Linked DNA regions of Mus musculus: regions 2, 3, 4, 5 and 6 are each linked to region 1. Evidence: chromatin contacts called from public Hi-C, HiChIP or PLAC-seq and promoter capture Hi-C data. All regions are on one chromosome and are shown on one strand. Each heading gives the region's core, a stretch centred on a gene start, on an enhancer-like site or on the middle of the called end of the contact. The rest is flanking DNA. Distances are from core to core; before and after follow the strand shown. Region 1 overlaps Arhgap15 (Rho GTPase activating protein 15). Region 2 has its middle 53 kb from the start of Gm28643. Region 3 holds the start of Zeb2 (zinc finger E-box binding homeobox 2). Region 4 overlaps Zeb2 (zinc finger E-box binding homeobox 2). Region 5 holds the start of Gtdc1 (glycosyltransferase-like domain containing 1). Region 6 overlaps Gm30374 (a long non-coding RNA gene).

Region 1 (4,036 bases), core at 459-2,958:
TTTGTCTTGATGGGACTTTTAATATTTGCAAACTAATCCGGAGAGCAAGGTTATACCAATAATTTCTGAAGACAAAAAAGAAAAAAAAAGAAAAAAACTTTTGGCATTATTTTCTTTATTGTATTCATCAAGAACTTTGAAAAGAACTTCCTGTGGGTCAGCTTCCACCGTCCTTATGCTCTTGCACTCATGTACCTCTCAGAAGACTTTCAGAAGCACTCACATCTCAGAAACACTATTGGAAAATGAGTAGAAGAACATTGCACCTCGGCATTCAGTCTGGCCTTTTATTAATGGGTGACCTATTAGGCAGAACCATTATCAAGCCCAAATAAGCAAAGTAAACCACTCTCTCCCTTCCCAGCTACCACCTCTGGATGCTAAACAAAGGTGTCCACTGAAGAGAAATCAAAGGGTACCCTTCCCTTTCTTCTGCTTGATCCCAGTTCAAACATGATAACAGTTTTCCTGCCTTTTTGCTTGTTTTAGTTATTATTTTTTATTGCCCGAAAACCTCAGCTGATCTTTTAGAAAGTCTGCACGGTCTGGATGGGCAGAGATGGAATGCATCATCTCATCTCAACAGAGACAAAAAAAAAAAAAAAAAAAAAAAAAAAAAAGTCTTGACAGCTCAATATCCTTATTAGGGCTGTAGGGTCCCATGGGCCACTGCAATACAGTGTCACACAAGAGGCAAACTTCTGAACTTGCTGCCCTGAGACCTTCCCTTAATCTTTTACTGTGGAATGAAAGATCAAAAACCTCAAGCAGTTTTAAAAATATGCAGCTAATGTCACGCAGTTAAACTGATGTAGCATGCATGTTGTTTTGCAAGCTAACAGGTTAAATATGGCTTTGCTTTAAGATTCCCATCAAATTTCGTTTTTATAGAGAAATTTCTGAAAGCAGAAGGGGTTGAGGGAGGGTGAGGTAAAAAGAAATAAATCATTGTAGTCTCAGGAACAGTAATCCTTGTTGAGGATTTTGGCTGATTGATATAAATAACATCGGCCCCGCCATCTGTCCGAAGAGGGACCTTTCCAGTCAGTGTTAAGCTGCAACGGCAGAATAATTAATGAATGGTGTCCTTTGTGCTGGTAATAAAGACAAGACAAATTATGTTATAATCCAACTGCTGCTCATTTGTCACAGCCAAATAAAATGTCAAATAAAAGTGAGGGGGGCACTGTGTTTGTTTAACGGACGGCATGCTACCTGTTTCTATTGTTGACAGACAACCAGAGTGTAAGTTTTGAACGTTACAGAATAGAAAAACCTCTGAACTCAAATCGCATTTCCTTGAGAGCTGGGGTGGGCATCTAGCGAGATACAGGGGGGGGGGGGGGAGCCTGGCAGAGAAACACTGAAGTAAGTTTTAATTAGAGAGCTGTAATGCCACCGGCTCCTCTGAGTAAGTCGGTTGCGATTGCAGTGCAAAAGCTCTGCCTGCAAAGTCCAAGTTCAAAACACAGCTGAGCTATTTGCAAATCTGCAAGAATTCGGTAGGGCTCTCATCTTGCATTTTCAGGATAGACACATTCATCCAGTTGCTCAGAAAGCCAAATAATGAAAATGGAGCCGGGATTTAGCAAGTCCCGCTGGGAATTACCTATGACGGAGGGCAGGGCTGCACCTCCTCAGAACATGCTCCTGCTGTAAAGATTCACAGACCTGGCATTCAGACAGGCATCTGTCGCTTGCTCTAATGCCAGTTCATAGTATACATACAAACATCTGCTTCCGTGCACAAAGGGATACAGAGCGCTTGACAGGTCTGTGTTAGCTGGCTTCGCAATGCCAGTTCTTTATGCAAAAACCCTAATGCTTCCCGGCAAGCCATTAGAAGTGATACAATCAGCCCAGGCCCCATTAAGCCATCAGTGTCCACCTGTGATAAAGATGGCCATTTGTTTTCTTAAAGCCCACTTAATGTCTGCTTAACTCAATTTGTCAGGAAATGTAGAACAATTTCCTCACAGTCTGAAATTTGGTAGTGGTTCAAGTCAAAGGCCAGGTCTCGTCCTATTCAAATGATGGAATAAACAGCCTTCACGTTGAATCTCCCTAAGGAACCTGTGTTTACTTTTTCTGAAAAATATGTTGCTGGAAAGGGAAAACATTTGCATCCCTTTACCATTTTTTTTTCTTTCTGAAGTCCTGGAATATATCTAGCAGGGAAGAGGGCTGTGGCTGGAGTATCTAAAAAAAAAAAAAAAAAAAAAAAAAACCCATAATTTTTATTTTCTTTCTTAATTCAGCCAAAAATTGGCTTTAGGAGAAGAGCCTTTGCAAAATGTCACGGCAGTGATCCCTTTGCTGGTTTTAAAACCTCCTATTGTCATATGTACCAACTTACCACGTGGTTCACTTCTGCTTAGAACATATCTGAATTGCTTACATTTATAGCTACTTGTTAGAAATTGGTATTGTCTTTTTATACACTTTAACACAAAAAAAAAAACTTTAAGGTTTTTTTGAAAAACGGAAAAGTTCTTAGGAACTTATGTTAATCAAATGTGGAGTCTTGTGTTGCTTCTGTTTCAAATCACTTTTAGCCACATGGCCATTGAAGACCGGTATTTCTATGGTTAACCAACAGGGGGCTCCCTTAAGCATTTCAACTATAGTGGGGCCCTAGCCCAGCAAACTTATGCCCCATGAAAAATAAACATCAATTTTGACCAACATTTAATCAAATATTTATCACTCATTCAACAACTTCTCCATTGGAAGATTTGGCTTTCAGATCCTGGTATCTCTGCTTAATGTGCATAAGAGCTGGCTACTGGTTACTAAAGCATTTCTCTGTTCACGACTTGTGTGCGAGATCAAACAACGAAGTCAATAAATTACCTGGCTAATTTGATCAGCGAATACTAATTGGGCATCTATAGTGTTCAGAAAACTGAGGCAAATTGAGGTTTAAGTATGTACATTAGTTGAATAACTACCTCATTTTTAATTTTACAAATAAAAGGAACCTTAATAGGTATGTTTTCCAAAGAGAAGAGAAATCAAGGCTGGATTGTGGTGAATTGTGTGCTTGTGAACAAGAAAGCAGCTGCCTATTTTTTTTTCCAACTTGGCAATATACCAACAGCTTTGCTTCTGCTCAGTGGTGTTGTGTGTACATGGCTTGTATGTTTCATATTCCACTATTCTAAGATGCAGTCCAGCAGACAATAGAACACCCTTAAAATTGATATGATCAAGGAAGAACTAGAAATTAGAATATAAATCTGCACAACACAGCACAGGGTCCTTGCTCCTTCAGATTGCAAACATATAGTCATCTGGGTTTCCTGCTTTCTGCACTTGCTCAACAAAAGACTCTCCACCTGATATATTCAACCAGGAGATAAGAATAAAGAACAATATAAACACATTCTCCTGGATTCTGGAACACAGTCACCGAAAGGTCAACAGCACCACCAATACCTAAAGGGACGTCTTAGGGAAAAGGCATGTGTTTCTTCTAAAACTGGTTTGACCTGTGTAAAGAGTTTAGTTTTCTGCAAAATCAGCTAATCAAAGATTCCATATTATAAACATCGAGCCTTAATTTTATTGTCATAAACCCATACTGCCATAAAAATAGGGAAAAACTTGGAAAATTTAGAAATACATATTATTTATCCCAACTAATATATGGGTATATTTCTTACCAAGCTTTCTACTTACTTGTTTGGATGAGCTATAATTATATTGTGCCGAAACTATTGCACAAACTCCTATTAAATTGATTTTTTTACAGATTGTAAAAGGCAATTAAAATTAGCTTAAAGTCTACTTAAAACAGAGATAGTATAAAAATGACTTCAAATTTTATGCTGATTTAGAGATAATTCTTTCTGACCTATTCACACTACACTTGTGTGAATTCCATATAATGTCCACTGTTTCTTCATCTTTTCATCTTCCTTACTTTAACTACTCTTTCACTACATTTCTTCAAGACAGTTGTTATAGGAATACATACTTACTAGGAATTCTTAGCAACGGGTGTCAGCTGCCCTCTCTGGACAGCTTTGTTTGA
Region 2 (4,036 bases), core at 1,130-3,629, 880 kb after region 1:
TTACCTAATTCATTTTTGGCTCTTGCTTAGCTCTAGCCATGGTGACACACTGAGAAATTCATGCCAAGTCCTTGTGGGTTGCTGGAACAGCTTTGCACAAGGCCATGGTATGCAAGTGAGGACAGAACAAGCCCCCAGGTTTGGGTCCTACTCAGTAGGGGTTACTCAGATTTGGTCCATGGCAGTTCGAGAAGACCCATTGTGTAGCTGGCTAATTGGTTCTGTTAGCCTGTTACCATTACAGGGATCCAGAAAGGCAAATTGGTCTCTCTCCACATTCAGAGCTGGGTTTTTAACACATTAGTAGTCCTGGATTGAGAGTTCAGGATCCATTAATTTGATACTAAAATGTGGATCTGCCTTGTGCCTTTCGAGGTAGATTTACAAATCTTGTAGTGTCTAAAGGTTTACAACTGTATGCAAAGCTTGAAGAGATCTGAGTAGGTAAAGCAGGTAGAAGGAGATGTCACGCTACTCAGAAAACATTTCTGTTTTCTTGTCCAAATGTCTTTTGGCAGGCAGGTCTGTTTTGGGCTTCCTGAATTTCTTGCCTGGTGATCTGCAGGGTAATTGCATTCCAAAAGATAGCCCAGGCTGCCTTCTTTCTCAAGCTGGATTTGTTCCTGTGTGATAGATACTGCTGTCCCCAGCCTCCTTGGGGGGGCAGTGGTAGTTGTCTCTTATCAGGTGGTTTAACTCAGGGAGAATTCACTGTGAGTGAATTAATTTCCACTCTAGCTTCCCCTAAGAAACAAAGTACCTAGTTTCTTTAAAAGAGGATGTCCGGCATTATTTGGAAAAGGATGCTTTTGACTGTTAGCCTGTCCTTATTTTTACTGCAAGTGTGAAAACATTTCATATAGCAGGGTTGCTATGTGCCTGATGGTCCCAGCTTCTGAACACTTTGACCTCACTCATTTGGTTCTTTAAAATGAAATGTTTCTTTGCCCATTTTTTTTCTGTCTCAGCTCTCTCTCTTATTTTTGAATCTACGTACGCTTTAGGATTTGCTAGAAGAACAAAATAAATTTTGAACAAAGGGGAGGGAGGATGAAACCGAAGGAAGTTGTGAAAAATAGCCCCTTCTTTCCAAACTGATTTAGAAGGGCTGTGATTAGTCCTGTTCTGCTGGAGGCGACTTCGGTTTTCATTCAGTGGCTCCAGTTCGTTTGTACCTGATGTCACTGGTGCTGAGGTCAAGGGCTTGACTTCACAGTCGCTGCTGCACATTTTCCCAAGAGCGTATGGAGGGCTAACACGGTCACTGGAGAGTAATGCAGGTCCTCAAAGGGACCAGGGGCACGCAAGTCGAAGCTGACATTCCAGTCCTACTTTCGTCATTCCTTACATCAGAACAGAAGGTGCCACTTAAAATGTGAGCTCTTCACTCCCTGCATCTCTGTCTCCTCATCTGTTCAACAGAGATAAGATTTCCCCCTTTTCTACCTTACCAGGATCTGTGAAGATTAGATACTGGCTGTAAAGTCCTTACACAAAGGTACTGGCCTTATTCTAAACAAGATTAGTCAACAGATGGGGGGGGGGGGGAGGTGGGACTCTCTCCCCAGTGGATTGCCTAATACCTTTGAACTGGTACTAGGAGTTAGCTGCCCATTTCTCCCAGTTTGGTTGGTTGGGGAAAGTTAGGTGTGAGTGGTTGGCTTCCCTATTTATTTATAAAGTTAAAAAATTGTTTGATAGTGAAAGTTTGCATTAATAAAAATAGAGTGTGCTTTGAATCTAAAACAGGTTTTATTTGAAAAGAAGGTGTAGGGGAGGTCTCTAGGAACATATGTGCCACTGAGGGCTATTTGCATATATTTGATCTGCAAGCATGCTCCAGTGATTTCCACAGTATACCTTGGAGTTTTAAGTTGTAGCAAAGAGCTGCTGCAATGGCACGGCAATACAGTCGCTCTCTCCAGCTTTATTGTGCCATACAGCGACAACTTCATTTTTAGCGTTAAAAAAAAAAGTCCTCTTCACTTAATTCAGACAGTGACCTGCAGGCCTCATTCTGACTGAAGGAGCCATTCAGAATACTTGCAGACAAAAGCCGGGCTTTTTCCTAGCAACCAGATCAAAGCCAGATCTCCCAGAATAGCTCCCGCCCAGGTTTCCTTTGGCGCTTAGGTTCACAAGGATTTTGAGTCTCATGGTATCCAGTTCAAACTGCTTTTTTCAAACTGAAATGGAAAGGAAAACTCCCGAGGAATTTTAGTAGCCTCGGAAAGCTGGCGAGTGTTGCCACGCCACTTAATCTTGGGAGAACGTGGTGGTCGTTGGAAGCATCTCTAAGTTGGTTATCGCCTACATCTGCATGTACCTTCTGCCTGGCTCCCAGAGAATGGTCGCTCTGTTTCCTCTCTGCCGGTACCTAATATCAGCTATGCCCAGGAGCCGCCTGATGAAGACTTCCTGTTTGTTTTGAGTCATTCTTGGGGTGATAAATATACTTGAGCTTTCTGCTTAGAGAAGAAAGAAACCAGCTGCCCTGAACTGAAGAGAAAAAATGCAGAAATTCACTGAATGGCCCTGTTATCATAGACTTTCAAGGGCGGCCTAAAAATGAGAACTGTAAGACTGGACAAAGTAAATAATTTCCATACTGAAGCCTCTCACCAGAGGCTTAGACCCAAGCTGTTTGTCTTTAATCATTTGGGCAAACCATACATTTTTCACTCTTCTAAGAACAACAGCATTGTTTAGAAATTTTGTAAAATGTAAACTTACACTACAGAGTAATGGTGAGCTATATAAATAAGCAATTACAGTTGTGGTTTTTTGATCTGACCACAAGCTTTTAATGCCATTTGTGTATGAACATATAGTGCTTCTGGGTAAACAATAATGTTTATCCTGTTGGGTCATCCACTGCTCTAGTGAGCCATTTGCATACATGATTGTTTGGATTGTAGACTAGCCCAAGAACAAAAGAATATTATAAAATTACTTCAAGCAAGAATGACAGGAAATCCTTTATAGCTCAAATATCACTTCTTAAATAAAGCTGTGGAATTTTTGTCCTGTTTTCATCTCACTTTTGTTTCTGAATAGGTTTGAATTTGGTGACCAGAGCATCCTAAGGGGGAAGTTTTTACCTGTGGTCCTGAGACTTCAAGTTTTTTTGTTTTGTTTTGTTTTTTTTAAATCTGAATGTCCTCTCCACCATCTTTTGATGTTTGTTTTCAGTTCAGTATGGATTTCTAAGAGTTGTGTCAGACTCTGCCTTCCATGTGCTCAGAGTGAATCGCACACTTCTTTCTAAGAAGCTACAGTCTCTGAATGTGATTTCAGTAGTAGAAGAAAAGTTTACTAAGAATCTAGGCTATGTCTTCCAGGCCAGCAGAAAGGAAATGCTTAATTAGTACAATTCAAATTGAAGTTACCATTCAACCTCATGGTGTCAAGTGAATGATGCAGGTATCTAGGCAGGGTAGGGTACTTGTCCTTGTGACTAGGTATATCGACCATAAAACTGCACTTGAATCGTTGAGTATGAAGTGTCCCTAACCTGCTGCAGTCGCTGATGGAATGACTAGAACATAAACATAGTGTTTCTTGGAGGAGAGAATTACAATATTACAAGTTCGCTGGAGACAGGATTCAAAGCTCAAGGTAGAAAAAAATGAAATGACATTGACCACTCATAAAAGATTGACCATGTTGTATTTATATATTTAGGAACATAGATATGAATTATATATATATATGTATATATATATATACATATATATATATATATATATATATATATATATATATATATCCCATATATATATAACAATAACTAATGAAAACAGGGCCACAAATTTGAAAAAGAAGAAGGAGGGGTATATGGGTTTGAAGGGAGGAAAGAAAAGGGGAAAATAATGTAATTATAATCTCAAAACATAAAAGAAATAATAAAAATGTTAAAAGAAATAAATGGTAACTTGACTTGGGTGGAACCTGTCACTTAAGAAGTGTGAAATATACTCTAGTTTTCAGTGCTATTTAATGACAAGCATTAAGGAGTGAAGCAAAACTCTCATGC
Region 3 (4,036 bases), core at 815-3,314, 810 kb after region 1:
AACCCTTTCTCTGCCGCCCAGCACGCCCAGTCCCTACACCCTGCACCTATTGTCTCCGGTGCCACAAGCTTTGCGGAAAACCTGGAAAGTGAGTATCAGTTTCCGCACATTTGCTGAGCGGGGGTGAAGGGGGGCAGAGAGAAGGGGAAGTGGGTGTTGTAGGAAGCACTTTAAATTTACTTAGGCATACAGAGTAGGCTTTCCAGTTTGACACATTAAAAAAAAATACAAATATATCATTTTTTGATCTGTCCTACTAATTTGAAATTGTTGGGGGGGGGGGGTCCTGGAATAAAGAAATGGTCACACAAGCTTGTGGGATGAAACAGCTGTCTGTCTGTATTTCTGCTGAGACTTACAAACCACTGCATATAAAATATATATTTAATAAAATAAGTTGCTAGTTTTATGAGCCAGTGTGTGTGTGAGGGAAAGACATGGCATTTGTGCTGTAAACTTTATTTGTGAATGTTAGTCTTAACTCTGGAGTAAGCGATCTTGCCCTCATCATTACAGGGTTAGCATGTGAAACATGTAAGTAGGTGGGAGATAAACACGTTTATGTTAGCTGAGCTCAGCACTGTGCCTGTGACTCTTGAACTCCGACTTTTCAGTCCCAAAGTCTGGAATGGTGTGGTGTGGTGTGGTGTGGTGTGGTGTGGTGTGGTGTGGTGTGTGTGTGTGTGTGTGTGTGTGTGTGTGTGTGTGAGAGAGAGAGAGAGAGAGAGAGAGAGAGAGAGAGAGAGAGAGAGAGAGAGGAGTTCCATGAAAAATCGATGTGTATATTACTTGGTCATTTAAAATAAAATATCAAAAGTTACCCTAATTTTAACCCTATTATCCTGACAGCAGTTTTCTTCCCAGCTGTTGCGACCCCCCCTCTCCCATACACTTTGGTAAACGACTCAAGTTCCAAGAGAACTTTCACTTCTTTATTTATAATCACAGAAGTGAGGTGTTACTTCACACACACACACACACACACACACACACAAAGAATGAAATAAAGAAATGAAACTCGCTAGGCAGACAAAAACAGTCAAGTTTCTGCTTAGAAAACAGCCTTCTCCGGTGGGAAAGGTTAGACTAGTCTGCCAGATCTAAGAGAAGGACTTGCTCCCGAATTTGGTAGGTCTTTCTCGAATAAGTTTTATAATTATTAACAGGTATTTGCCAAGTTTTAATTGCTTGATATAATGAATTGAAAGTCGGTGTGAGAACAAAGCAGTAGAAACTCTCCACTTGATGAGTTTTTTACCCCAGCCATTCAGTTCTCAACAAAACTTTTCCTAGACTATGTAGCAAAAAACACCTTTGGTTACCTGAATGGACAGGTACAGGGCGAATTACTGGGGGAAGGGGAAAAAGGGAGAGGAAAGGAAAGAGAGAGTAAGGGAAGGCATGAGAAAGCAAAGAAGCCACTCTTGGGAAAAGAAAGCCTGCCACCAAAGAGCTAAAACCACCTGAAATTCCTGTCCAGAGACACCCGGCTCACTTCAGACTAACATTCCCACTCAAAATGAGAAAATTAGAGAGGGAGGGTGGGGGGCAAGAGCACCAAAAAAGGATAAAAAGAGGAGGAAAAGAAGGGGGGGGTGGGAAACCTACCTGTGAAGTCTTGTTTGTAGTTTTGGCCAGAAATGGTGAGAAGAAAAAGCATGAAGAAGCCGCGAAGTGTGGGGGAGAAAAAGGTGGAGGCGAAGAAACAGCTCCCGGAGCAAACTGAACAAAACCTCGCCAAGAGTGTCTGGAGGCAGGACCGTTATTCCTGCCGAGCAGGTTAGAACTGATCTCTTTTCGGCCACTCCAGGAAACACAAACCTGGGGACGGACTGACGTGTTACGCCTCTTCTAATGACATTTTTTTCTTTTTCTTTTCTGTAGGGGAGAGAAGAGAGACCCTGAAACACGCGCCACCTATCTTTGTGGGGAGGGATAATTGAAGCGCCCTGAGCGTGAGCATCATGTGAAAACGTGATCGCCAAGTTTCTCTCTGGGAAAGGATCTGGGATAGATTATACCTTGAAGTCTCCGCAAACGCTTTAGTGGAAGAAATGAAATTCCACCTCCCTCCCTTCCTCTCTCCCTCCCTCCCTTCTCCACGCCCCCCCCCCCCCCCCCCCCCCCCGTCAAGCAAGCCTTTGGCATCATTATCCTCATCACTAAATCCTGCAGAGTACTGGGCGGAAAACGGTGCACACCATTCACAGAACTGGAGAACTCCAAGGGGCGAAAGTTAAAGGGAAAGCTCTCGGGTCTTCCATGCAGATCTCTTGTCTTATACAGATATCTCTGGTGACTAGGTTTGAGGTGCACGTCAAGTTGTATGGATACCTCAAGCACCGTTTTTGGAACTAAATTCTTGCCCTTTCTCTTATTACATTTTTTTTTTTAAAGATGCCAGAGCTAGGGGAGGGAAATGCTACTTGTACACTGCATCTTAGGATCTCAGTGTGCAGTGTATGTGTGTATGTGTGTGTGTGTGTGGGGGGGAGATTTTCTGGATTGGATCCCTATATTAAAAGTTTGGCATTTTAATAAAGGGTCTCTAGGTTAACATAGAGCTGTACTATGCTGGCCAATCTCTGGACCCCTCTACACCTCATGCAGACCACATTACAAAGTGAGGGGACAGGGGCAGGAGGAAGAAGGAGAAAGGTCAGAGGAACTTAGGACGAAAGAAAGAAGAGGGTGACACTAAACTGTGTGGGGTCTAAGTTTTGAAGTGCATATTTTTGATATTGCAATTAAACTAAAATTAAAAAGAAAAGACTCCACCTTTGCTCTGAAGGGATTGGTTATGCAAATATGGAAGGGATTTCCTGGAGAATACAGCTTTCTACTGTATGGTTAATTAAATAATCACTCAAAAAGCTTCCAACGTGACGCTTCTGTCGTAATCCAATCAGGTTACATAGGTCCTAAACAAGAAAGATATTTTCCACATCTGGAAGTCAGCAATTTAGCAAGTACTGCACATTATTAACCAATTCAGAGCCCACTTCCCAGGGGATTTTTTTTTGAAGTTTAAGTGTTCTTAACCAATGCTCTGCTGTTTTGTTAATCAAAAAGCTGGTTTACACTGCACATAATTGGAACTAATATAGAAGTAAATAAAGACAGCCAAATTTGAGGATGCTCTGTATTTATAGGAAAAGGAAGAAACTGTTTTGCCTCAACAGTTAAGGCTTAATTTCTTAAAATACTAGGAGACCCCCCCCCATTATTTTAAATAGTGAAAGTATTTAAGAACCCGAGAGCACAGAGAGATGCCCAGTCTCACAGCCTATAGACTCCAGTATAAAGGAAAAGGTGGAGGTTTGAAGAGGGCCAAACAGCTGCCTCTTATCAGTTTTTCTGCTTTAATACTGTCAAATATGTCATAGTCCCCTGTTTTCAGTCTGAAGAGACCTGAAACAAATAATACCCTGATCCAACACTAGACTTTTACTCATATTAAGATAAACTGCTTTGAACTGTGCTTTGAATGTGTGCCTACAGCAAGACTTTGAATGCAAGAGTCACTGGCGATTGCACTCAAAGGAGGGGAAAGCCACCACAGGGGCTGCTGCCACAGCCACACTCCCAGAGCTACAGGGCTTTGTATTTTGCATGTTTATTTTTCAGTGGTGGTGGTGGGGGGAGGGTAATAGCCACCCAGCATGACCACAGCTAGATTTCATTCTAGGGTGCAAGAAAGCGGATTTTCACAGTTGGTTACACACTCTCCTCTTTCCTAATTTGAGCATTTACAATGAGAAGGATTGGATAAATTAATTTCTCCATTGCCCCTATCACAGATAGAGTACCTATAGATGATCTGTAGGTTGTTGGGATTTGCAGTCGAAAAATTATTAATAAAGAAAAGGATTTCAGCATGGGTCAAACACATCCGTGCTATATTTTACGTTTCTCATACTATCATGTAGCTGTACTAAATATATGTAAGACTTATCAAGTTTCCTCCCATAAGATTTATCACTACTGTTCATATCCTTTTTCCTTCCACCTCTTTCCTTAAAAAAAAAAAAAAAAT
Region 4 (4,036 bases), core at 504-3,003, 790 kb after region 1:
CCTGAGACCCATTCAACAGGACACTGGAAACTAAATTTAGTACCAAACTTAAGATTTCTTTTGAAGACTTGTCTGTTGTCTGTGGAGCGGGAATTTTCGTACCCCAAGTTTTATTTTTAAGTCTTAACCTAATTCCTCTGCTGTCTTAAGTAAGGCTCACTTTAACACAAACTCCCCGACAGTGGATATGTGCCCTACTCTTTCAGGTATTTCTAAATGGCTTCCTTTAGCACTACCTTTTAAATAATATATCTCTTTTTTCAAAGTTCTTGCAGTGCTGTGTGTACACAAGGTAACTGTCCCTTAGGAATTTACGTGAGAACACACTGTTGGAAATAAATAATCACTTTCAGCCAATGATCAAAGAAGAAATAAATCTTTTACTCTAATAAGGCTTTTTAAAGGCTGAAATCCCATTTTTAAATGGGTAAGAGCTAAGAAGGTACTGGGAGTCCGTTTCTTTTCCAGAGCTATGTTCTAATACTGGTTGCATTGGGGGGTGGGGGTGGGGGGGCTGGAGGAGCAAATGGACCCTGGGGTCTTCAAAGTTAAAGCTTTTTAAAATAAAGTTGGTATGTAGTAGCATTTGAAAAACTTATTGTTCAGAATTTAGGTTTTAATATCTAGGAATAAACAGAGCATTAAATCAAGCACACTGTGACAAGGCCAATATGCACACGGGTGACGCCAGTAAGGCATCTCCAACCTTTGTTCACAGCTTAACAAAACTGTGCCGTCACACCACTTTAGTTCAACAGTGCCTGTCGAATGGGCATCAACAGATCAGCCAATGCCTGTCATACACGGAGCTTGAAGACTGCTTGAAAGCAAGGGTTTATTCGACCCCCAAGTCTAGCTGGAAAGAGAAGAGGATTTTAAATCATCTGGTAAAGACACCAGGCTTCCCCCATCCCCCCTCCCGCCGCCCTTCTCCAAAGTTTAAAACTGTAGAGAAGAATGGGGAAACGTGCATCTGTTTTATAGACATAAAGCAGAAAAACACGTACTCTGCCAAAGATAGAAAAAAAATTTTATATTTATTTTCATTGTGAAAACAAGTTTTGCAACTATAGAATTCTTCTTAAAGTGGTATTCTCAATAGGAAAATAAAAAAAAAAAAAGAAAGAAAGAAACATTCTCACGGTTTTAAGATTTTCGCCTTGTTTTGGGGCCTTTAAACAAACTCTGTCATCAGGATAGAAGGGAATTATTTGACAAAGAGAATTGGCAACTCCTTGCTATTCACAGGAGTGTCTCTTCGAACATATGTTTGTTACGTGTCTGTTTGGGTTGACCAAAATGCATTTTGCATTTACAGGCTCCTGGTTTCTGGTCTCTATGAACATTTAATCTGCTTCAGAAGAGAAAGGCAGCAAAGAGACAAATATTGTTCATGGTCCCACAAGTTAACAATTTGGGAGCAGGGGAAAGAAAGAGAGTGAAAGAAAGAAGCGCAAACCTTCTCATTTTCTTCTAGAACACCGATCATGAGATTTGGCCTTCGAGCTCTGCTAAGTACCGAGGAGATGCCTCAGATAATTAAGTGCACCCACTCCTCTTTAGGCATCCAATCAGAGTAAGCAAACGTGAACCTAGGCAGGGCTGAGGGGCCCTAGTGGTGGGAGGTGTTCTGAATCTAGACCTTTCCTGCTCCTTCTGGAGTTTCAGGTGCTACTGACATTGGCCCAGGAGGGGCTGGGGTTCCCCAACACTCAAGCTGAAAATCTTTCCCTTTCTCCCAGCCTCTCCCCCTCTCTGTCAGACTCGGCTGCTGTCAGTTTGCTGCCTGTACGTTGGCTGTCTCTTCTCTAGTCTCTACCCTGTGAGTTTCTGGCCTGCCAATTTCAACTTGAAGCTTGACTGGGCTGATTTGATGCAAATACCTCCAGGGAAAACCCTGAAACTGATGAACAGTTATGTCAAGTCGATTTTGCACCATCGGGAAAAGGTAACCTCTGTGAGAAAAAAAAAAACAACAAGGTTAAAGAGACAAGGGCTTTTCACGTGTAATACCTCCGCTGCACAGCTCGCTCACTGTTTACCGTCCCTCAGAAATTGTAACTGTCAGAATTAGTCCTAATTGCAGATGCGAAAGCTGCCATTATAATAAAAACAGAGGCAGTGCAGGCATTAAATGTAGCAGCCTAATTTGTGAGACTACAGAAAAGGTAGAGTAAATGAATATTTCATTACTTTAATTACCAGGGACTACTCCTTTCTTGCTGTCTTATGATAAGTGTTGCTGTAACTAGCAACAGCAAACATCCACTAAAACATAAAGTGCAATAATCGTCCTGCTGTCAGGATCACCACTTTAAAATACGAGCAGGAGAAAAAATATAATGGTTTATCTATTTCTTAGAGATTGCAGAAGTAGAAGACGGAAATTCATTTAACATCGGGGGAAAAAATGCACACACAAAGGCACCAACAAACAGGGTTTAGTCAGAGAATAATGGCTCTAACAGAGAGAAGAGAAATTTCATTGACTATCCATCTGAAATGCTGGCCCTAAAACAATGCTAGGAAGCAAGAAAGTAGTATGTATCGTGTTTGGATGTTTTTAAGGCAACATTTTTTTGTTGTTTCGTGTTGCACGACGCAATCATCTGAACATTAGAAAATGACGCTCAAATCACTGGAGAGAACACATGAGGAAAGGAAGCCGTTTTCTGAGCGATTAAGTAAAAGTGGAGAAGGTTCGAGTTGGCAAAAGTTTAGCTCCAGTTTAGTTTCATTGAAAAAGACCAGATAAAGCCTGCCAGAAAAAGGACTTTGCCTGTAACCCGAATACCGGTTCCTAAGACTTAGGGAGGGGCAATAATCAGTCACCCCTGACACCTCGGAAAAACCTTGCCCACCTCTCTACACTGTCAACTTCAAGTGTGGGGGAGGGGAAGAAGGTGGACCTGGGAGTGGGGGTGTGGCTGAGGAGGTCGCTGAGACTGGTTGAAGCCAGCCTGTCTCTGCATTTATCACTTTGTCCCGGAGGAGGTGTTTGTTCAACATAGCAGTTTGACAGCACAAAAACACTGTGGCCAGGAACCCTATCAAAGAACCTACTGGCACATATCATTTGTGGCCTGGGATTCATGGAGCAAGGCTACCTCACTCTTTATCTGCACAAGTATAAAGTACTATACACCTCTAAGTATTTAGTGTAGCTTAAAGGTCTCCCTCCCCCTTTCTCCTAAACACTATAAACACCACTTTAAAGTATTATCTTCAGTTAGGATTCCAGAATGCTGAGTTTCTTTTCTTTTCTTTTCTTTTCTTTTCTTTTCTTTTCTTTTCTTTTCTTTTCTTTTCTTTTCTTTTCTTTTTTTTTCCTTTCCTTTCCTTTCCTTTCCTTTCCCATAATAACTTGCAATAAATCTAGGATAATCTATATTAAGGTAGGCACTATTTAAGGAAAACAGCTTAAAAGCATAAAGCAAGTAATTTATCCTACACAATACACTTAAGCGTAGATTATTAGATACAAGCAAATTCAGTAAGCCTCGGGTAGCACAGAGAACATCTTTCTCTCCTGAAATCTGACTGCAGAAGTCTACATCAACTCTTCCTATCTATGCTTTTTGTTTAAATGGGTCTCATTTATGGGGTAGGTCTTCTTTAGAGTAAGGCTAAAGAGAAAAAGACCCAGAGTTAGGACCCTAGTATGCATTCGTGTTTGGGTGTATAGGAGTGTGCAGATGGGTTGGATTTAGTTTTCACATTTTTGTTAGCAGAGCAAAGGTGATGGGAAATCTTTAGGGGGTAACCATCTTGCTTCTAGATATTTCTCCCTTAATGGGACTTTTTGTTATGAAAACACAGCCGACTGAGTTCTTTCTATGTAAACCTCACCTCTTACAACTGAGAAATCTCATGATGTGAAACACTTCCATTGATGTGCTTGGGTGTTGAAAATAGAAACAGGTACTTCCAAGAATAGGCCAATTGCAAAGTTTCCTTGATTACAGCTACTTGGATATGCAAGAGAATATAAATACAATTTAAGCTAGCAAGGAGTGAAAGCTGTATGCTGAATTCG
Region 5 (4,036 bases), core at 459-2,958, 620 kb after region 1:
AATAGAAAGAAATGCTTCAACTTAAGAGATAGATGTAAGAATAGTTGGCCAACTGCAAGTAATTGTATCACTTGTATCTGATTCGTCAAAATTAGAAATTATTCTTCCATGATCTGAAAGGGAGGCTAAAAAAGAAAGTCAGTGATTACTTGGCAGGTTTTAAGATACCATAATCAAGAGAGAAAGAAGCAGAGGTCAGGAAAGCATTTTACTTTCTCAGTGGGCTGGGGAGTTGGTCAAATCAGGATCAAGTTTGGTACAAGAGTGTCTATCAGAAGGGTCCATCTAGTAAATCCTTAATAAAGGCAAGTAGTTCTGTTAGTTCCTTCTAAATCTCTGGAAAATGTAAAATAGTGAAGCTGAATAACACTGCTGAGGTCCCTCACCAACAGAGAGTCCTATTAGTCTAGGATTTATAAGGTAAAACTGTCAGCATGATTTCAGAACAGAAGTAAAGACACTGTGTTGCTATAAAGTGTATTCGTAGGTATGGTTTAAGTTTGTCGGAGTATCCTGATTCAAAATGTGTTTCCCCAATCCTCAATATTAAACTGTTTCATTAAATACAGAACAAGACCCTAAGGACAACAGTGTATAATTCTTCTCAGTTGAAGCTGAGAATCTATTTCACATCAAAACCTGGAATGTACTAATGAAAATTCAGTATCTCACTGGGTATGTGGGTTCCAACATGAAACTCTTGTCACTGATAAAGCTTAAGGTAAACGGGTTAATAAGACACAATAAAATGGCTCTGTTGAGTTATACTGCCTTTTCCCCCACAGCAGTTCCTTTACCTAACCACTACAGTAAGCTTTAAAGTCAACTTCAGGGGTGCTAAGTCACGCAAGCTGGGCACAGAGGGGACGATGATCCTCAGCGTGGAGAACGATCGCCTTCAATTCACGTTTTCCATTTCCTTAACTGTGATACAGATGGGAGGGAAAATGTAAGCCCTTTCCTTTGAACTTCCCAGGGCCTCAAGGCACTAACTTTAAGAATTATTTCAAAGCTTATCCAATGAGGGGTAGTTCTACGACTGTAAAAGTTGCACGAGCCCCGCGAAGTGGGAATTGGGGTGCAGACGCTGCCTATCGCGAGATCGAGGGTTAAACTGATTTATTAATGCAACTTTGCTGTCGTTCGGTTAGTTGTAAAGACTTATTAACTCCAAGAGCCCTTCCTCGCTTTAGAAAGCCCCGTCAGGCGGGATCCTGCGGAAACATCAGGCCTATGCCGAATCCTCTAATGAGGGGCCGCGAGGTGTTGGGTCTCGCCGCCTGAGGTGGATCCCGAGTAGGAAAGCGCAGGCCAGGCCTTGCTGCGCGGGAGCCATGGCACGATGTCCCAGTGTCCGCCTGGACTCTGCCCTTCCCAAGCTCCGCGCTAGGGAAAAGCATCGCCCGGGGCCACAGCGCGGCCGGGCAGAGCAGGAGGCCGCGCGTGCGCCCGGGAAGCGCGGCCCCGGCTCCGCCCTCCTCCCCCTCCGCTCCTCGCGGCCGCCGCCCCACTGGGAACTCCGCGCGGCGCGGCCCCGCGAGGCGGGCGCCGGGAGGGAGGGGCCGCGCTCCCCGCCTCCCGCGGCCAGCGCAGCTCCCAGCCAAGGCGACTCACCTCCTCCTCCTCCTCCTCCTCTCCTCCTCCTCCTCCACGGCTCCCTCCAGGCCACCGACAGCCCAGCTGGCGACGCGCTGACGCCGAGCCCCTCCCCCGCGGCCGCCACCGAGGCCGCAGCCCCTCCCCGCTGCGGCTGCCGCGGCCTTGGGGCGCGTCAGGCGCCGGCCCCGCCCTCGCCCCGCCCCTCCCCGCCCACAAGCCTGAGGCTCCGCCCCCGGACGGCGGCCTCCACGCCTAGTCGGTGACTCAGAGGACGCGCGGTGCTGGGCGAACTCTCCACGGTGGCGCGGCTCCTCACACCTGCTCTCCGCCCACGGGCCCCGCGTACGCTTTCCAGTCAGGCCAGCGCCCCCGCCGCCCCTTCGGCTTTTCCGTACTCTCTCTCACTCCTCTGGTCGCTGCCTCCGCTCGCTCGCGCTGCGGCCTTCTCTTCCCCTGAGAGGTCTGGGGGCTGACTCACCGGCTCGCACGTTCTCAGGCAGGTGGCTAGCCGGCACCTGTAGTCCCCTTCCCTGTCCTTCCGGGCGCGCCTAAGCCTCGGGGACCCCGCAAGGCGAGTGCACACCCTCCTGCAGGTATTGGTCAGCACGCCCCGCTTTCCCCCCCCCCCCCCTCGGAATTCTTGCGGGACCTCTCCTAGCCGATGCTGGCGTTTCCTGTACTTAACTTATATGCAGCCTTTTGGCTGTCGAGACTATACGTATTACAGATGCATCTTAGAGTATTAATAATAACATATCTGCGGTCCCCACAAGAGCAGCTACAGAGCAATTAAAAGTCAGAAAGAATCCAAGAAAGTCTAAATGGTTTCTATTAAAAATAGGAATTTATCTCCCTTACATTTCTGTGAGTCTGAATTAGTGATTTCGTATTTGGGATCACGTTGTGGATTAAATGATTCATGCAAAGACAGAACATGCAACGGTAGGTCTATGCTTTTATCTGGTAACTTCATTTTTAAAGCTACAACTTGGAACAGACTGTAGTGCAGAAATGCATTAAGCATACCAAAATAACAGAGCCTGATTAGGCCTTTGGAGTTACAACCACAAGTTGCTTAAAGTTATGTGAGAAAACATTGTTATCCTTAAATTGAACAGTGAAAACGATCTTCTGTTCTAAACAAAGCCCACACTCTATGTGGACCTCCAAAGCTTAAAACCTCTGTTGACTTGAACAACAGTATCCCGAGCATTTAAAAAGCCTAATAAACCATCTGTCCATCTACTTTTACACAAATTGGGAAACACAAAAAAAGTGAATGCAGAAAGCTGAAAATGAGAATTCCAAATGGCAAATGGATCTAGTAAATCCTTTTTCACAGAATAAAATATTGGGGAAAAGCCCAAAGCCTACTATTATTCATCAATCTGGAAAAAGCCATAATTTTATACATGAATTGTATACTTAAGATCACCGGGAGTCTTTATTATTATTTTGCTGATTAAGATCTGAAGTCCAGAGAAAATGAGTTGCCTAGCCAATATGCCCAGATTTCCCAAGACCTGTCTCACATACTTGTCAGCATAGGATTTAGAGCTACAAGCATAAAGTCACTTAAGGTCCAAATTCGTTGACATTGAGGCTCTGTCTCAGTATCCGTGGTCTGTGAGTGTGAGCTTAGGTAATGCTGTCAGAAGCCATCTCACCCTAGTATGTTCAAGGATTCTTGTTATGCAACTTGCATCTCTCAGTCAGGGATCATCTGCATGATCTCAGTGACATCTGGCCCCGGCTCTGGAACCTTGGTCCAACCAAGCACATTCATCCTCAGAGGGGCCAAAGGCTGTGCCTGATTAAAAGAGTTATGAAATCTCTATTGTCAAGAAAATTACAACATTATTGGTGAGGTAAAATATGAGGCATGAAATGATAATTCAACACTAATAATCAAGGACTCAACAGTAATTTCCAAAATGTTAAGTGGGGAAATGATACACATGAATTAAGAAAAGACTTCTTAAAGACCACAACATCAAAAAGGAGACCCATCGTCTAGAGCGCTGTGTATAGGACAGAAAGTAAAATAAAATGTTTGGACTAAAGCACTGTGAAGAAAACAGGCACACCAAGAATGAGGGAAAGTTAGATCAGGGAGGTAAAACACGATAGCTGAGAAACAAGAGCAAGCCCGGTGGAGATGCAGGATTGAGCCATTGGGAGAGGACCTAGATTTCAACCTGAGACACAGGTTAGTAGGAAATCGTTGTGGGTAGACTGGGCAGGAAAGAAAGGAGGGTGAGGAATGAGGTGAAAAGATCAGAAGGCCATAATCTTGTTAGGAATACTGCACATCGATGCCACTTAGAAAGACTTGGGTTTGGTGAGCATACATAGAAAGCAACAGAAGGTAAGAAGTCCAAGGTGATGTGGAGATTGTGGCAAGAGTCGGTAAGAGCCACCTAGGCCCCAGGTCCTT
Region 6 (4,036 bases), core at 573-3,072, 580 kb before region 1:
TGCTCCATTCACCAAGCTAATGGATTCCAGGGTTCTTGTTTCCACTTCCTGGTACTCAACTTTTGATTTGCCAGTGTCTCTTTGCTAAGCTTCTCTCTGTAAAAGGGAACACCCTCTGTCCTAAGTTGAGCACTGGCAGGAACTGATGGGGCCAGAAAACAGCTGAAGAAGACCTTGGCAAAAATATATCAAAATGTTTTGGCCTTTCTGTGCCTGGATGCCTGGATGGATAAGAGGCCATCACAGACCTGGAAAAATAAATGCTTCATGCCCCCCCCCCCCCCCCCCACACACACTTATTTTCCAAATCCACTGCAATATTTTCAGAACCCTGGACAAAAGACAAAGTAAAATCACTCAAACTGTGTTATTAATCAAAAGTTTCCAAACAAACTATGAACCCCAGCACAATTCTATTTGTTCACATAGCAACTCCTCTCCGCAGGACCTGGGTCACCTCATTGAAACATCGGTTCCTTCCGCAGCTTGGAGTGCAGGTGACCCTGGCTCTGTTATTGCTGTTCGGTTTCCATTTTGCTTTCTGTGACACAGTTCAAGATCTCCAATACTTCACCAAACCTACCCTGGGGGAAAAAATATCTCTCTTGAAGGGAACACACCCCTGGCAGCGTGCCTGCTCTGGATGGCCCCGTGGCTAGATGGATGGAGGGGTGATTTAAATGAAATCTCAAGCAGACACACGGATTCTTGGGGAGTAAATGTCCAAATATCCAGTTCTTGAAAGTGCCCACAGAGGCAAAAAGCCACAAAGGCCATGTCCCAAACAAACCACTGTTATGTTTTGTTTTTTTGTTTTTGTTTTTGTTTTGTTTTGTGTTTTTTATCAAGTCCCATCTATTAAGTCGCAATCCTCTCCCAATAGCCCATAAGATTAGGGTTGGTGACTTAACCCTCTTGCTCCCAATCCTTCCGCACAACCACATCCCTGAACGTCACAGCACTAAGGAGCAAGTATTGACCATAACTGGGGACAACTTCAAAGCCATTGAGAGATGGCACTGATCTTACACAAGAGTTAATGGAATTACACACGGAAACATTGGCAGACAAACAACACACATGTCCATCCATGGTCACTAATTCGTCTTAAAGCTTGAAAGCTAGTAATAGTAGTAGTAGTAGTAGTAGCAGTAGTAGTAGTAATTTATCCTGGTAACATTTGCTTAACCTGTGATCACTCAACTTAAACTCCCCTTAATTTCGGGACAGTATGATGCAAGAAGAGTGACTTCAAAAGATCATGGTCTTGTGTGTGTCCCGTCCATGAGTCTGGAGAATGGTCAGCTGCTGGTACTACCTGCTCACCTACACTGTTGATTAGGCTTAGCTGCTGCGTAAGGGCAATATCTACCTGTGCTTTTCCCAGGCAAACATCACCATATTTGGCCAATCTAGCCGAGCTAGGATAGCCAATAATCTACGGGGCCACATGACTGAGGCTTTTGAGAACTGCTGCCTCAACGTAGGACATTCTAGTTAGTTAAAACCCCAGAGAGGTCCCATCATTAGTATTTACGCTGATTCTTGTAATGGCCACAAGGTGGCGCCAAATCACAAAGAAAACTGACTGGAGCATGGCTGTTCTGGTGGATTTGCATATTTCGCTGCTGGGACATTTCTTTAGTCTCCCGATAGGCATCATTCCTCGATTTCCCAGATGCATTAACGTTTGCATCCGATCTTTCTTATCTTTGAAGGATTTTGTTCTAGAAATCAAGAAATCAATGAAACAGAGGGAGGGTTCGGAGACTGCAGATAATCTATAAAGCCATACAGTTAAGTCTAAGAGATGAGAGCAGACAGAGCTTGGAGTTAGGGGGACAGAAGGCCTGCACTGTGGCGGCACCTCCCTGCAGCTCCCTGTTCTGAAGAACTCTGGTATGACTTCACGTGTTCGTCTTTCTCACCACTGGATATCAGCTCTGTAGTCTCAAGTGTAACTCTGGGGCTACGTCCCTGAAGTATTAGGTGGCACCGTGAAGGTACCTGCAACTTATGCACTAGAAGGGCTTGTCAACATAGATTGGCACACACTACTGTTAACAATGAAGATCTAGTGACTGGAACAGCCTTGAGCCACACCCCCTTCCAATGAAGCACTTGGCTTCACTTCCACAAGCTGTGTGTGTGTGACTTCGTGCACACATATCGATACACCTACATGTCTATATGAATAGATTTGCATACACTAGACAAGCAGAGTTAGGTTCTCATTAATTATGCACGTTTTGGTTGCCTGTGGTTGACAATAGATTTTTTTTGTAATATTTGTGGATTTTCTGATCTGTAGCATAAAACAATTACATTATTTAAGAGGAATGTAAGCTCATTAATGCATCAGGAAGGTTAAATCTTACCTAATCTTTTATTCTGGGCACTCCCAGACAATGACCTCATCATTATCCCATCTTCTTATATAACAAGATCTGTGTTTTCTTTTGAGCTTTTCGATGGGCCCATCTAGAAGTGTCACATGTTAGGGCTCCAAAGACAAAAGCAAAATTGTCACTGTGGGACATTTGAAAAAGTTTTTTGGCTTATGTGCCTGGTATTTGGTGAGGGGCTCATACATGAAAGCAGGAAGCATGGCAACCATTTTGAGACCACGAGGGACAAGATGACAGGTTCCTAGCTAACTAAATCTTTGCAATTCTGAGTCCCAAAGTTCACTCTGTCAATGTTTGCCATAGCCCAAGTTTATATTTCTCTTTACACACACACACACACACACACACACACACACACACACACACACACAACCTTGCACATATGTCAAATCCCCTGGTACTTTGGATTTTCTTTTGTACAAGACATAGAATCCTACCTTCATTAGATAATAGCTGGAGCAGCCTCGCATGCTTTCCTTGAACTTGTCTACAAGTCTGTCTACACTTGGCACCCACTAAATATCACTGAAGCAATCTGGGCTGCTATTCTTCAATGTTCTCTGTTCTTTTAAAATTGAGCTTTAAATCATTATTTCGTTTGGACAACTCAAAACCGGAACTGAGCTATATACTTCACATGGGCTCAAAGGGGCTGCGGACACACTGTAACAGCAGACTGAAAAGGTGAAATAAAGAGAGAGAAAAATGAATGAAGTGATATAGACCATGGAAAGAAGAGGTAAAGAAGATGAGGAAGTAGAAGAGGAAGAGGAGGAGGAGAAGAAAGAAGAGAAGGAGGAGGAAGAGGAAGAGAAAAAGAAAAAAGAGGAGAAAGAGGAGGAGGAGGGAAAAGAGGAAGAGGAGGAGAAGGGAGAGGAGGAGGAGAAGGAAAAGGAGGAGTATAAGGGAGAGGAGGAGAAGGAGAAGGGAGAAGAGGAGGAAGAAGAAGAGGAGGAGGAGGAGGAGGAGGAGGAGGAGGAGGAGGAGGAGACAGCCTGAGATTCACACAGTGAATAAGGGGGTGAATGGGGAGAGTCATTATCAGTGCAGGCTCTGGACACTGGACAGGAGAAATGCAGAGTACAGAGGTATGGAGCAGCTGAGGGAACCCCTGTGTGTGTGCCGGCCTCCAGAGGGCAAATAAAAGCCACCGATTACAAAGATAGAAGCTCAGATAAAGTATGGCTTGACAGGTGGCAAGTTCTCAAGGAATATTTGCTGAAAGCAAATGATAGGATCACTGTGAAATAATCCTGTCAGTCTAATTAATCTCTGATAAGGAGGATGGGAGGGAGAATTGAAAACACCACACACAAGAGCAGCTTGCCTTTTATACGTCATCTGTAACTGTTTACTGATGACACCCTTCTTATAAAATACACTGCAATGCCGTGGCCACCCTGGAACACCTAGGTGGAGATTCTGATGGAGTCCAGAACCCTGTAGTGTTTTTAGAGTTAGTTTTCCTTTCGTATTTTTAATGTGTGTGGTACAATGTTACAAATATCTGATTCCTTACGGGGGGCTGAAAGGAAGGAGAGTAATGGGTGTCACAACAGAAGTGACTCCTGCGGTTGTCTAAACTGACCTCCCTGTGTGGTCCCACCTGTAACTACCTGAGGGTTTTT

The links. Promoter capture Hi-C pulls out the DNA fragments that hold promoters and counts their contacts. Hi-C and Micro-C count contacts between places; a contact is called where the count stands out from the background. HiChIP or PLAC-seq counts read pairs in DNA pulled down with a chosen protein or histone mark.
Region 2: a Hi-C map of the N1E-115 cell line shows a contact between it and region 1, with 3 times the contacts expected there. The contact joins two enhancer-like sites.
Region 3: a contact with region 1 is called in an H3K4me3 HiChIP or PLAC-seq map of embryonic forebrain, with 8 times the contacts expected there. The contact joins the promoter of Zeb2 here to the enhancer-like site in region 1. A contact is called at or near these places in 8 of 39 promoter capture datasets (cranial neural crest, embryonic stem cells, frontonasal cranial neural crest and 5 more), 1 of 15 datasets of contacts at CTCF or cohesin (pro-B cells), 5 of 484 Hi-C or Micro-C datasets (the N1E-115 cell line, cranial neural crest, muscle stem cells and 2 more), 16 of 115 datasets of contacts at active chromatin or transcription factors (the NIH/3T3 cell line, VIP interneurons, bone marrow-derived dendritic cells and 13 more) and 2 of 9 other capture datasets (adipose tissue and pancreatic islet).
Region 4: a contact with region 1 is called in an H3K4me3 HiChIP or PLAC-seq map of embryonic forebrain, with 5 times the contacts expected there. The contact joins two enhancer-like sites. A contact is called at or near these places in 2 of 484 Hi-C or Micro-C datasets (the HPC-7 cell line and the N1E-115 cell line) and 11 of 115 datasets of contacts at active chromatin or transcription factors (VIP interneurons, bone marrow-derived dendritic cells, craniofacial prominence and 8 more).
Region 5: a contact with region 1 is called in a promoter capture Hi-C map of second pharyngeal arch cranial neural crest, with 2.8 times the contacts expected there. The contact joins the promoter of Gtdc1 here to the enhancer-like site in region 1. A contact is called at or near these places in 6 of 39 promoter capture datasets (the 3T3-L1 cell line, HPC-7-derived erythroid cells, cranial neural crest and 3 more), 1 of 15 datasets of contacts at CTCF or cohesin (pro-B cells), 4 of 484 Hi-C or Micro-C datasets (the N1E-115 cell line, cerebral cortex, embryonic fibroblasts and 1 more), 6 of 115 datasets of contacts at active chromatin or transcription factors (the NIH/3T3 cell line, astrocytes, embryonic basal ganglia and 3 more) and 1 of 9 other capture datasets (embryonic stem cells).
Region 6: a contact with region 1 is called in a Hi-C map of the N1E-115 cell line, with 5 times the contacts expected there. The contact joins two enhancer-like sites. A contact is called at or near these places in 2 of 484 Hi-C or Micro-C datasets (the N1E-115 cell line and myeloid progenitors).

Annotation. Positions count from the first base shown.
Region 1 is chr2:44,303,748-44,307,783 of GRCm38.p6, forward strand. The region is part of intron 12 of Arhgap15 (Rho GTPase activating protein 15); the gene reads left to right. Among named protein-coding and RNA genes, the nearest start is that of Gm52508, 23 kb to the right of the region's middle. Within about 2 kb of position 1,709, at least 27 of the 459 cell types and tissues checked have an H3K27ac peak or open chromatin away from gene starts, as enhancers often do. A contact at or near this core is called in the N1E-115 cell line, VIP interneurons, embryonic forebrain and 2 more, where this site is marked.
Region 2 is chr2:45,182,967-45,187,002 of GRCm38.p6, forward strand. No RefSeq gene overlaps it. Among named protein-coding and RNA genes, the nearest start is that of Gm28643, 53 kb to the left of the region's middle. Within about 2 kb of position 2,380, at least 86 of the 459 cell types and tissues checked have an H3K27ac peak or open chromatin away from gene starts, as enhancers often do. A contact at or near this core is called in the N1E-115 cell line, where this site is marked.
Region 3 is chr2:45,111,215-45,115,250 of GRCm38.p6, forward strand. Zeb2 (zinc finger E-box binding homeobox 2) reads right to left here and starts at 2,065. Exons shown (of 10, transcript NM_015753.4): 1 at 1,609-2,065. Zeb2os (zinc finger E-box binding homeobox 2, opposite strand) reads left to right here. Exons shown (of 3, transcript NR_110572.1): 1 at 1-88; 2 at 1,629-1,779; 3 at 1,885-2,873.
Region 4 is chr2:45,095,243-45,099,278 of GRCm38.p6, forward strand. The region is part of intron 2 of Zeb2 (zinc finger E-box binding homeobox 2); the gene reads right to left. Among named protein-coding and RNA genes, the nearest start is that of Zeb2os, 14 kb to the right of the region's middle. Within about 2 kb of position 1,754, at least 14 of the 459 cell types and tissues checked have an H3K27ac peak or open chromatin away from gene starts, as enhancers often do. A contact at or near this core is called in embryonic forebrain and forebrain, where this site is marked.
Region 5 is chr2:44,925,528-44,929,563 of GRCm38.p6, forward strand. It overlaps Gtdc1 (glycosyltransferase-like domain containing 1), which reads right to left and starts at 1,709. Exons shown (of 11, transcript NM_001362987.1): 1 at 1,615-1,709.
Region 6 is chr2:43,721,334-43,725,369 of GRCm38.p6, forward strand. All of the region lies in intron 4 of Gm30374 (a long non-coding RNA gene), which reads right to left. Among named protein-coding and RNA genes, the nearest start is that of Gm30374, 6.1 kb to the right of the region's middle. Within about 2 kb of position 1,823, at least 26 of the 459 cell types and tissues checked have an H3K27ac peak or open chromatin away from gene starts, as enhancers often do. A contact at or near this core is called in the N1E-115 cell line, where this site is marked.